Linked DNA regions of Mus musculus: region 2 is linked to region 1. The links are chromatin contacts, called in public HiChIP or PLAC-seq maps. All regions are on one chromosome and are shown on one strand. Each heading gives the region's core, a stretch centred on a gene start, on an enhancer-like site or on the middle of the called end of the contact. The rest is flanking DNA. Distances are from core to core; before and after follow the strand shown.

Evidence for each region. HiChIP or PLAC-seq counts read pairs in DNA pulled down with a chosen protein or histone mark.
Region 2: an H3K27ac HiChIP or PLAC-seq map of VIP interneurons shows a contact between it and region 1, with 2.0 times the contacts expected there. The contact joins two enhancer-like sites. A contact is called at or near these places in 10 of 484 Hi-C or Micro-C datasets (the HL-1 cell line, cerebral cortex, cortical glia and 3 more), 1 of 115 datasets of contacts at active chromatin or transcription factors (VIP interneurons) and 2 of 9 other capture datasets (liver and pancreatic islet).

The regions. Positions count from the first base shown.
Region 1 is chr5:125,623,510-125,628,132 of GRCm38.p6, reverse strand. All of the region lies in intron 2 of Tmem132b (transmembrane protein 132B), which reads right to left. Among named protein-coding and RNA genes, the nearest start is that of Tmem132b, 93 kb to the right of the region's middle. Within about 2 kb of position 1,787, at least 9 of the 459 cell types and tissues checked have an H3K27ac peak or open chromatin away from gene starts, as enhancers often do. A contact at or near this core is called in VIP interneurons, where this site is marked.
Region 2 is chr5:125,803,564-125,808,186 of GRCm38.p6, reverse strand. No RefSeq gene overlaps it. Among named protein-coding and RNA genes, the nearest start is that of Gm51294, 24 kb to the right of the region's middle. Within about 2 kb of position 2,711, at least 19 of the 459 cell types and tissues checked have an H3K27ac peak or open chromatin away from gene starts, as enhancers often do. A contact at or near this core is called in VIP interneurons, where this site is marked.

The sequences.
Region 1 (4,623 bases), core at 538-3,037:
GCTCAGAGCCTGGCCCGTGGGTTCTTGTTGTTCCCAACACAATAAAGCAACAGATGAGATTCACAGGTGGCTGTGGGGCACCATAGACCATCTCCCTAAAGTACCTGGGATGGAAGACAGACAGACCCCAGTGACCAAAGACCTGCCCTCCATATCCTTGCCTCCCTGTGCCTTCTGGATATCACCCTAACTCCACTTCCCCATGGCTGGTGCTTCCCCGAGTGTGAGGACACACTGCTGTGCAGATGGTGTGTAGCTAGCGTCATTACAGAACATGGTAACTTTTGGAAGGAGGGCGAACTAACAAAACACAGCATGAGAACAACACAGAGGTGAGTCTATGTTTGTGCTGGGTCTCACCCAACCAGGCTGCCTGTCCCGTCACCATAGTAACATGAAGCTGCTTCAGCAAAGTCAGTCAAACTTTCTACTTGGAGTTCCACTGCTCCGTGGGCTCCTTCAAGACCACAGCAGCCACCAGTTACAGAACAAGTCACCCGGGCTGATAATTATGTAACCCAGCGAGTGCCGCACACACCTGCGCCCTGCTTCCTTCTCTCCTGTATCAATACAGTTTCTTTTAAACTCAAAAGCAGAGGAGGGTGATGCTCTGTTCCTGACTGTAATTAACTCCAGAAATATGTGTCCTTTTGAAATGAGGTCAACCTCTGTGCACAGTTCTGCGGAGTCTCTGAGGAGACTGACACTGGGCCCTGAGAACTGACGATAGGGTGAACTACAGCCTCCCTGCCCATCTTGTGTGTGTGTGTGTGTGTGTGTGTGTGTGCGCGCACACACACACACACAAGCACAGCACATGGTCTCTCTGTGTGGCTGTCTCTGTGTTTCTCTCTTTCTTTTCTCCCTGTTTCTCTGTCTCTGTACATATATGTCTCTCTGTCTTTGTACATGTCTCTCTGTCTCTGCCTCTCTGTGTCTCTGTCTCTTCTTGTCTCTCTCTGTCTCTGTGTGTCTCTCTGTGTGTCTCTGTCTCTCTCTCTCTGTCACACACACACTCACACACACATGCACACACACCAGCCTGGAACCAGAAGAATAAACATGATGGTTAATCCTTGGAATCAACCCAAACTACTGGGCATTCCTAGAATTTTCTTGATCAAATTTCTTGAAGTGGAAGACTCCCACCAAACCTGGGCTGTACCTTTCTGGTGGCCACTCAGATGAAAGGACACACAGGAAGGAAACTTTGTTTTTTGAATGCTCACTCTCACTGGCTGGTTCATCTGTCCTGTCACTGTAGCTGGTATTAAATCCAGCGTCTTCTAGATCCCAACATGGGCTGAAGACCAGCAACTCTCCAGGAGTCCTCCAGGACTCACTTCAGCAACAGACTAGGACTGCAGAGACATCCAGCCTCGGGGTCTGATCAACCATGGATTCTCTGTCTTCCATCAGGAGACAGCTATTGTCAGACAACCCAGGCTGCATCCTGTGAGTCGGTCTAATAAATACCCTTCTATTCTATGTGTTCATCCTAGCCATTCCATCCCTTCAGAGAGCCCTGACTAATAAAGAGGAGACCATGGCTGACCTGTGAGTCCCACGGAGCCTCCCAGCCACACCTCCCCAGTGCTGGGATTATAATCTCACACCACATGCCTGGCTTTTTGGCATAGGTTCTGGGGATGGAACTCAAGTCCCCTGCTTGCAAAGCAAGAAATTCAACCACCTAAACTTTCTTCAAGCCCGCTTAGCATCTGAGTGAGTCCTGCATGCTCAAACGGGCACCCAGGACTGCTTATTCAAATGAGCCATCCAGTACTGTGTATTCAAGTGACTGTCCTCTTGGCCACAGGTTGGCCCCAAGCCTGAGGCTGATGTCGCACTAATTTCTCACCCATATTTATAGATAGACATGGCTTTTTTTTTTTTAATCTCAGCTCAACTATTCCAGTACATTGTGTCTTATCTAGATGCCGCAAAATTTCCATAACAGCAGAATTTACATACAGATGGCAAATAAATAAAGGTTGCCTGTGGCTTGGTCTGTGGTTCTTGTGGTCAGGGGGTCCTATTAGGGCTTTATGAACTCGCTCTGGTGATGGAATGTTCTATCGATCTTACAGATTGCTGTGGTGTGAACCAGCCCTGCTCCAAAATGAAATTAATTCTCAACAGTTCTTCTGCTATGTGAAGGCACCAAAATTGAGTTTCTTCTGTATGCAATGCTAGAAATATGTCTCATTTCTCCTTCAAGCCACAAAATGAGTGTCTCTCTCTCTCTCTCTCTCTCTCTCTCTCTCTCTCTCTCTCACATCCATTTCCCTTAATACCAAGAAATTGCAATTAGCCTATAGGGCACAGACTAATCAGCACAAAGATTGCCACATGGAAGTCAGTCTAGGTGAGAAAGGGGGAAGGGTCAGTTTCCACGATGCAAGACAAACTGGGAAAGCCAAATGCACTACAGAGCAGCTCTCAGAGCTCTCATGCTGTCTCTGGGAGTTGAACCTTGCAAGAAGCACTGAGATACTCAAGGGACCACACTGTTACTGAACCAGCTAGCTGCCTTCTGTGTCTGCATAGGGATGCTGCGTTTGTGAGTAAGCCAGATTAAGGTCTGTCCTCGATGGGCTACAGGACTGACTCCACCCAGGAAAATTTTAGTGGAAAGTCACAGATCTGACAGGAATAAGCCTCTGGTGATAGAGTGCTAGGGTGCTGGGGAAGGTCCAAGCTCCATTCTTTTTTTAAATTTATTTTTATTTATATGAGTACACCATAGCTGTCTTCAAACACACACCAGAAGACTGCATTGGATCCCATTACAGATAGTTGTGAACCATCATGTGCTTGCTGGGAACTGAACTCAGGACCTCTGGGAGAGCAGTCAGTGCTCTTAACCACTGAGCCATCTCTCCAGACCCTCCATTCTATTCTTAAACCTCTATGTCCAAAGGGCTTCCCTAAACAGGAAGCCCAGAATAAGACACACATGAGCTGTTTGTCCACTGAGCAGGGTTGCAACAAGTCAAGCCACAAACAGAGCTGCAAACGTCTACTCTGTTTTTGGATTTCGTTTGGTTTGGTTTGTATGAGGTAGAGTTTCTCTCTGTAGCCCTGGCTGTCCTGAAACTTGCTCTGTAGACCAGCCTCAAACTCAGAGATTCACCTGCCTCTGTCACAGGAGTGTTAGGATTAAAGGCATCGCCACCAGCACCCGGCAATGTCCACTCTTAAAAGCTCGGTGTAGGGAAGGAGAGGGCACGGGTGGCTTCGTTTGGGTTTCTGTTGCTGCAATGAAACACCATGACCAAAAGGCAAGTCAGGGAAGAAAGGGTTTATTCAGCTTACACTTCCACATTGCTGCTCATCACGAAAGGAAGTCAGGGCAGGAAACTAGAGCTGATTGATGCAGAGGCCATTGTGCGGTGCTGTTTACTGGCTTGCTCCCCATGCCTTGCTCAGCCTGCTTGCTTATAGAACCCAGGACCACCAGCCCAGGGATGGCACCACCCACCATGGGCTGGGCCCTCCCTCATTGATCACTAATTGAGAAAATGCCTTACAGATGGATCTTGTGGAGGCATTTCCTCATTGAAGACTCCTTCCTCTCTAATGACTCTTAACTTGTGTCAAGTAGACACACAAAACCAGCCAGTGCAAGGGGTTAGAGAGATTGGGTCACAACAAGACAAAGCACTAGGAATGACATGAAGAGAACAGCATTTGCTTTACCGAGGGAGTGTCTCCCCAGCCTCAGATCCTTCCCTCTCATACACCTCCGTGAACCCCGTCTCTTGCTTAAGCTCCTCCTCCTTCCATCTGGACTCACCTCTGTTGCTCACTCTCAAATTTTGCTTACCCTTCAGGGCTCTAGATGATACCCTATTGGCCTGTGGTGTATACACACACACACAAACACAAACACACACTATACACACTCACATGCAATCATACTCACACAGAGAGAGAGAAAGAGAGAGAGAGACAGAGAGAGACAGTCTTTTGCTACTCTGGCTTCAATTTGATCACTCAGTAGAGAGGTCAAAAAGCTTTTGTAAATATACTCTATTGCAACCCAACTCCCCCCACCCCCACATCCTCATCTCACTAAACCTCTAGCTCATTTGAGGGTCTTGCTGCACTGGGCTCAGGGCCTGCCTGCAGAACTCTCAGTACTGAGCAACCCCACCATCCTTGCACTGAGAAATGACAGACCTCCAGAGTGACCCATAGCAACAGAGAGAGCTGTCCCCAGAAGGGTCTCCAGGTGCCTGAGAGCATATCTAATGAAGGTTTGCTGCTGCCAGTGCATATCTGGTGCACGGTACCCTAATTCCATCTTCTAAAACATTCACTGAACCATAAACACCCATCTCTTAAAGCTCACAAGTGTCACTCTCAGGGACCCAAGAGCCATTTCTTTGAAATAGAATTCTCAGGAAAGACAAGTCTCTGTCCCCCAGGTTCCGGGGAGGGTGGAACTCTAACAGTCACAGCCAGCAAAGAAGATGAAGCAGGTGTCACATCCACACTGGTGACCCCGAATACTCCGTCACTGTCTTTTAGATGGCTTCTCTACCCTGTTCTTCCCTCTGAAACTGCCTGCTCCACTCTCATGGAAACAGAGGTCAGCTCTTTACTGTTGGTAATTAC
Region 2 (4,623 bases), core at 1,462-3,961, 180 kb before region 1:
TCAGGACACACTGTCAGCAGCCTGTCCGGCCAACAGAGACAAGGCCCTATGTGTTGTGTTGTTATTTTCCTTTATGAATTTTGTAGTCACACTGCTCATTAATCGTGTTTATAATGTTAACTTTGGCACGTTTTCTTGGCTCATCAAGTATTTCCTTAATGAACTGTCAGTTCACCCCCATCTCAATTGCAATGACTTTCAAATTAAGTTCAATCTGGACTACTGGGGTTTTCAAAAATCTACACTGGCAGGAAACACAGAAAAAAAATCTCTTTCATTATATTTGAAGAGAGACAGTCATTCTGTGGCCGTCCCCCAGTGCTGACTGTGCCCAAGCTCAGTGCTGAGACCTCTGCCCATGTTTACCTGGGCACCATCAGATGCATGAGGTGACAAAACCGTGCACTGCTCCCTCACCTGCAGCCACCCTGTCCCAAATACCTGGTGTCTTTCCTCCCCTTAAAGAGAGCTGTTGGGGTCCACACTCAGCATCACCCGTGCCCATGATCCAAAGCCCACACCTTTTTAAAATCAGATTTATTCATATTATTTAATGTGTGAATGTCTTGGCTACATGTAACTATGTGCACCATGTGCATGCCTCGTGTCTGAAGAGGCCAAAAGAGGGCATGTGATCTCCTGAAACTGGTTAACAGTTGAACGTGAGCCATTATGTGGATGCTGGGAATAGAACCCCGTTCCTCTACAAGAGTAACAAGTGTTTTTAGTGGCTGAATCATCTCTCTAAGACCCAGAATCTATGCTCTGACCCTGGAGATGCTTCTACAAAGCCTATGGGAGATTTGATGGCGATCCTTAAGAATAGACTTCACCCTATCAATGAAGAGGATGCCATAGCTGGTGATGCTATAGAAACTAGGAGACTCTAAAAGAAAGTGCCTTAGTACAGGAGGGTCCTATGAGGACCAAGACTGGAGGAGCACCCTGAACTGGATAGAGGATGGGTTGGGCCATTGCAGCAGATAGAGGCATGATGGTACTGAGGACATTTGAGTAATCCCGTGAACTATCCAGTTTGGGGTCTTATCCAGTTAGGTTTCCATTGCTGTGAACAGACACCATGACCAAGGCAACTCATATAGGACAACATTTAATTGGGGCTGACTTACAGGTTCAAAGGTTCAGACCATCATCGTCAAGGTAGGAACATGGCAGCATGCAGGCATATATGGTGCTAGAGAAGGAGCAGAGAGTTCGCTATCTTCATCTAAAGGAAGACAGGAGCAGTCTTTCTCCCATGTGGCTAGAATGAGGGTTTCAAAAACTCACCCCACAGTGACACATTTCCTCCAACAAGGCCATACCACTTCCTAATAGTGCCACTTCCTGGGCCAAGCGTATTCGAACCACCACAGGGTCTCTTCACATATATGATAATTACAACATTGTTTTAAAGTCTTGCTTAAAGACCCGTGATGTTTGTGTGAAGAACATTAGTTAGTAATAGGTGGCTCCAAAACCCCAAGAACATGAAGGCCTGAATGCTGAAGTATCTCCCTGAAGTGCGAAACTGACATGTCTGCACAGCCCTCCATGTTCTCTGCAACATCATGATGCTAAGTGTGTGCAGCTCCAGTGCCCGGCTTCATGAGTGCTGACATGTGTGGGCTCTCTTGAGCTGCACACTCATAGAGTCAGGCCTGAGCCTTCTGTACTTTTGCTTATGACTCAGAACTCTGGCCTCGATTGATGGGCAAGTGGGCAAGTGGTTTCATGAAGAAAGATTACTGGGTGCAGCCAAAGGCATGGAGGTCTGTGATTTAATTACAGAGTTGAGGGAATCTGGCTGGTTTCTTCCCATACTATGTGAGAGACGCAGTCACTCTGCACAAGCCACTTGCACAGGGAAAAGGCACAAGGGACACTTGTTTTCTCTAGACTGGATCAGATGAGCCCTGATCAGATTTAAATACCCATATTACTGGGGAATAACTGCTTTTCAGTTCAGAGATGCACATGCTGCTGCTGCTGCTGCTGCTGCTGCTGCTGCTGCTGCTGCTGCTGCTGCTGCTGCTGCTGCTGCTGCTGCTCCTCCTCCTCCTCCTCCTCCTTCTTCTTTTGGTTTTGTCGAGACCTGGTTTCTCTGTGTAGCCCTGGCTGTCCTGATTCACTCTGTAGACCAGGCTGGCCTCGAACTCAGAAATCTGCCTGCCTCTGCCTCCCAAGTACTGGGACTAAAGGCATGTGCCACCACTGCCCAGCCGATGTGCATGCTTCTTAAGCACCCAGAAGGATATCAGGCAGATCTAGATGTTTGGTATCAGAATACCTCTCTTCCTGTGGAGTCCTCTCGTGACCACTATAGTGACCTCATGATCACAAGTTCACCATTCTGCTTGGCCCCATAACAGACCAAGAAGAACACATGATTTGGGAAGATGAGATGGGCAGATTTTAGACCATCTCATATGCACAGCAAAGAGCAGCATTGAGAGGACTAGAGAAGATGTTGGCTGACCCCAGGCCTTTTCTCACAGAAACAGCTGACAACCGCCCCACAATGTTCCAGTTATGGGTGTTCCCTGCAATAACAGAGAGTTTAAAATAGCACCCTTGCCTCCCCCTTCCTCCCCCAAGTGATGGGCGGCAGGCCCACGGGCCACCAGGCTTCCTGTAGGAGAAGCCTCTCTGCTTCCCTCAGAGCAGCTCTCCAAGAAAATAAATAGCATGTGCTCATTATTCAAATGAGGCTTAATTAATGCAGAACTCGCCCCCAAACTTTCCAAGACACCCATGGTAATGAGCTCCCAGCTCTCCTCCCCTCCAGCTTGTGATGTCAAGCTGAAGAGCTGCATGTGACAATAGTGCTGAGATGCTAAGAACCGGACTGCAATTTGACCCTGGGGTTTCTCAGCTTGCTGAAGTATCTCAGCCTCAAGCCTGTGTGTCAGTCCTCCTTTCTGGAGTAAAGGTGATGGAGTTGGTGATGGAGAGGACCCAGAGAGCCTCTAGGGTTATAAAAGAGACTCAGTCAACACAAAGGACTTTGAGGCTGTCTCTAACTTACATACCTGAACCAGCCCCAGCCCTTATTTTCAGCCAAAATATTTCATAAATGGTACAGCAAGAGATACTGAGTCACCCTGACCTTTATTCATGGGCTCACATCCTTGTTCAACTGAGAAGACACCTCCAGAGTCCTGGAGGGAGCAACGTTATGCCTGGGGTTCGAGCAAGACAGGATACAGGGACTAGAAAGTTAAAGCTGACAGTGAAATGGAGAAGCCTGTCCTCTAGGATCTAGCCCATGTCTCCTGATGACTGGGCATCAGAAACATCAATGCAACTGACCCAGCCAACGCTGCCTGCAGAGATAGTGCATGTTTTCCTAACGATATCTCAGTCGAGGCTGAGAAAAGAAACACATGGGCCTGAAGAGATAGCCCATCAGTTAAGAGCATGTTCTAAACTCGCAGGGAACCCAAGTTCTGTTCTTAAGATCCACTTAAGCAGCTCACAGCTGCCTGTAAATCCAGCTCCAGGGAATCTGACGCCCTCTTCTGGACTCCAACAGCATCTGCAAGCAACACACACACACACACACACACACATACACAGTTGAAACTGTCCTTACTAAGGGTTAGGAAGTACATGGCCTTGGGGTTCACACAGTTACTAGTCCACTCTCATCCCTAAACCCAAACAATGTAAGTTGTAATATCATCTTAGAACTTTACTTATAAAAAGAAAATCCCTTTAGAGAAACAAGTGAAGAGCTTGAGAGATGGGTCAGTCCTAAAAAGCAACAGCTGCTCTTGCAGAGAACCCGAGTTCCGTTCCCAGCACCCACATGGCAGCTCACAGACAACTGTAACTCTAGCTCCAACGGATCAGACACCCTCCTCTGATCTCTATGAGTACTGTATGCATATAGCACACATACATATATGCAGGCAAAACACTCAGACACATAAAATAATAAAATAAATCTAAAAAAAATTTTTTAAAAAAACAAGGAAATTCAATCACTATATTTTTACCTAATTTTTAAGTTTCACTTCATCCTTTAAACCTTGCTGTAAATTATACCTTCTGAACAATGGTGCCTGAAAAGCCACAGAATTGTGTATAAAATTCTCTCTAAATGCCCATGTTCAAATCAGAAACATTGACAGTTATTCTCTGTGTAATAAACTCACTGATTTCCCCCCGCCCCGTGGTGTAGTTAGGGGTCTAGCTTTACCTGAGTCAAGGTCTCTGAGTGGGACGGGAACTTCTCAGTCTCTGACTGCAGCGTCCAGTCTCCCCACCACGGTTGACAAAGGACAGAGTCCTCTGCAGGAGTCCCACAGACGCCAGATGCTGGTGCAATAATACAGCCTCTTGCTTTCCCCACCTGTGAGGTAAAGGTCTCCATTCACCTGTGATTCACCAAAGCAGGCTGGCCACCAGGAACAGTGGAGAACGTCCTACAGAAAAAGACAGCCTCTCTGGCCCTCTCCAAGGTCCTGAGAACATCCCTGGACTCCAGTCCACAGAGATGTGGGTAACCTGCCATTGTCAAAAGCCTCCCTGGGAACAGAGAAGGTAGACAGAGGAGGCAAACACTTTCCTTTTCTCCTGGATCCCATTCCTCCTGGTTCCCATTCCTTACATATTAAA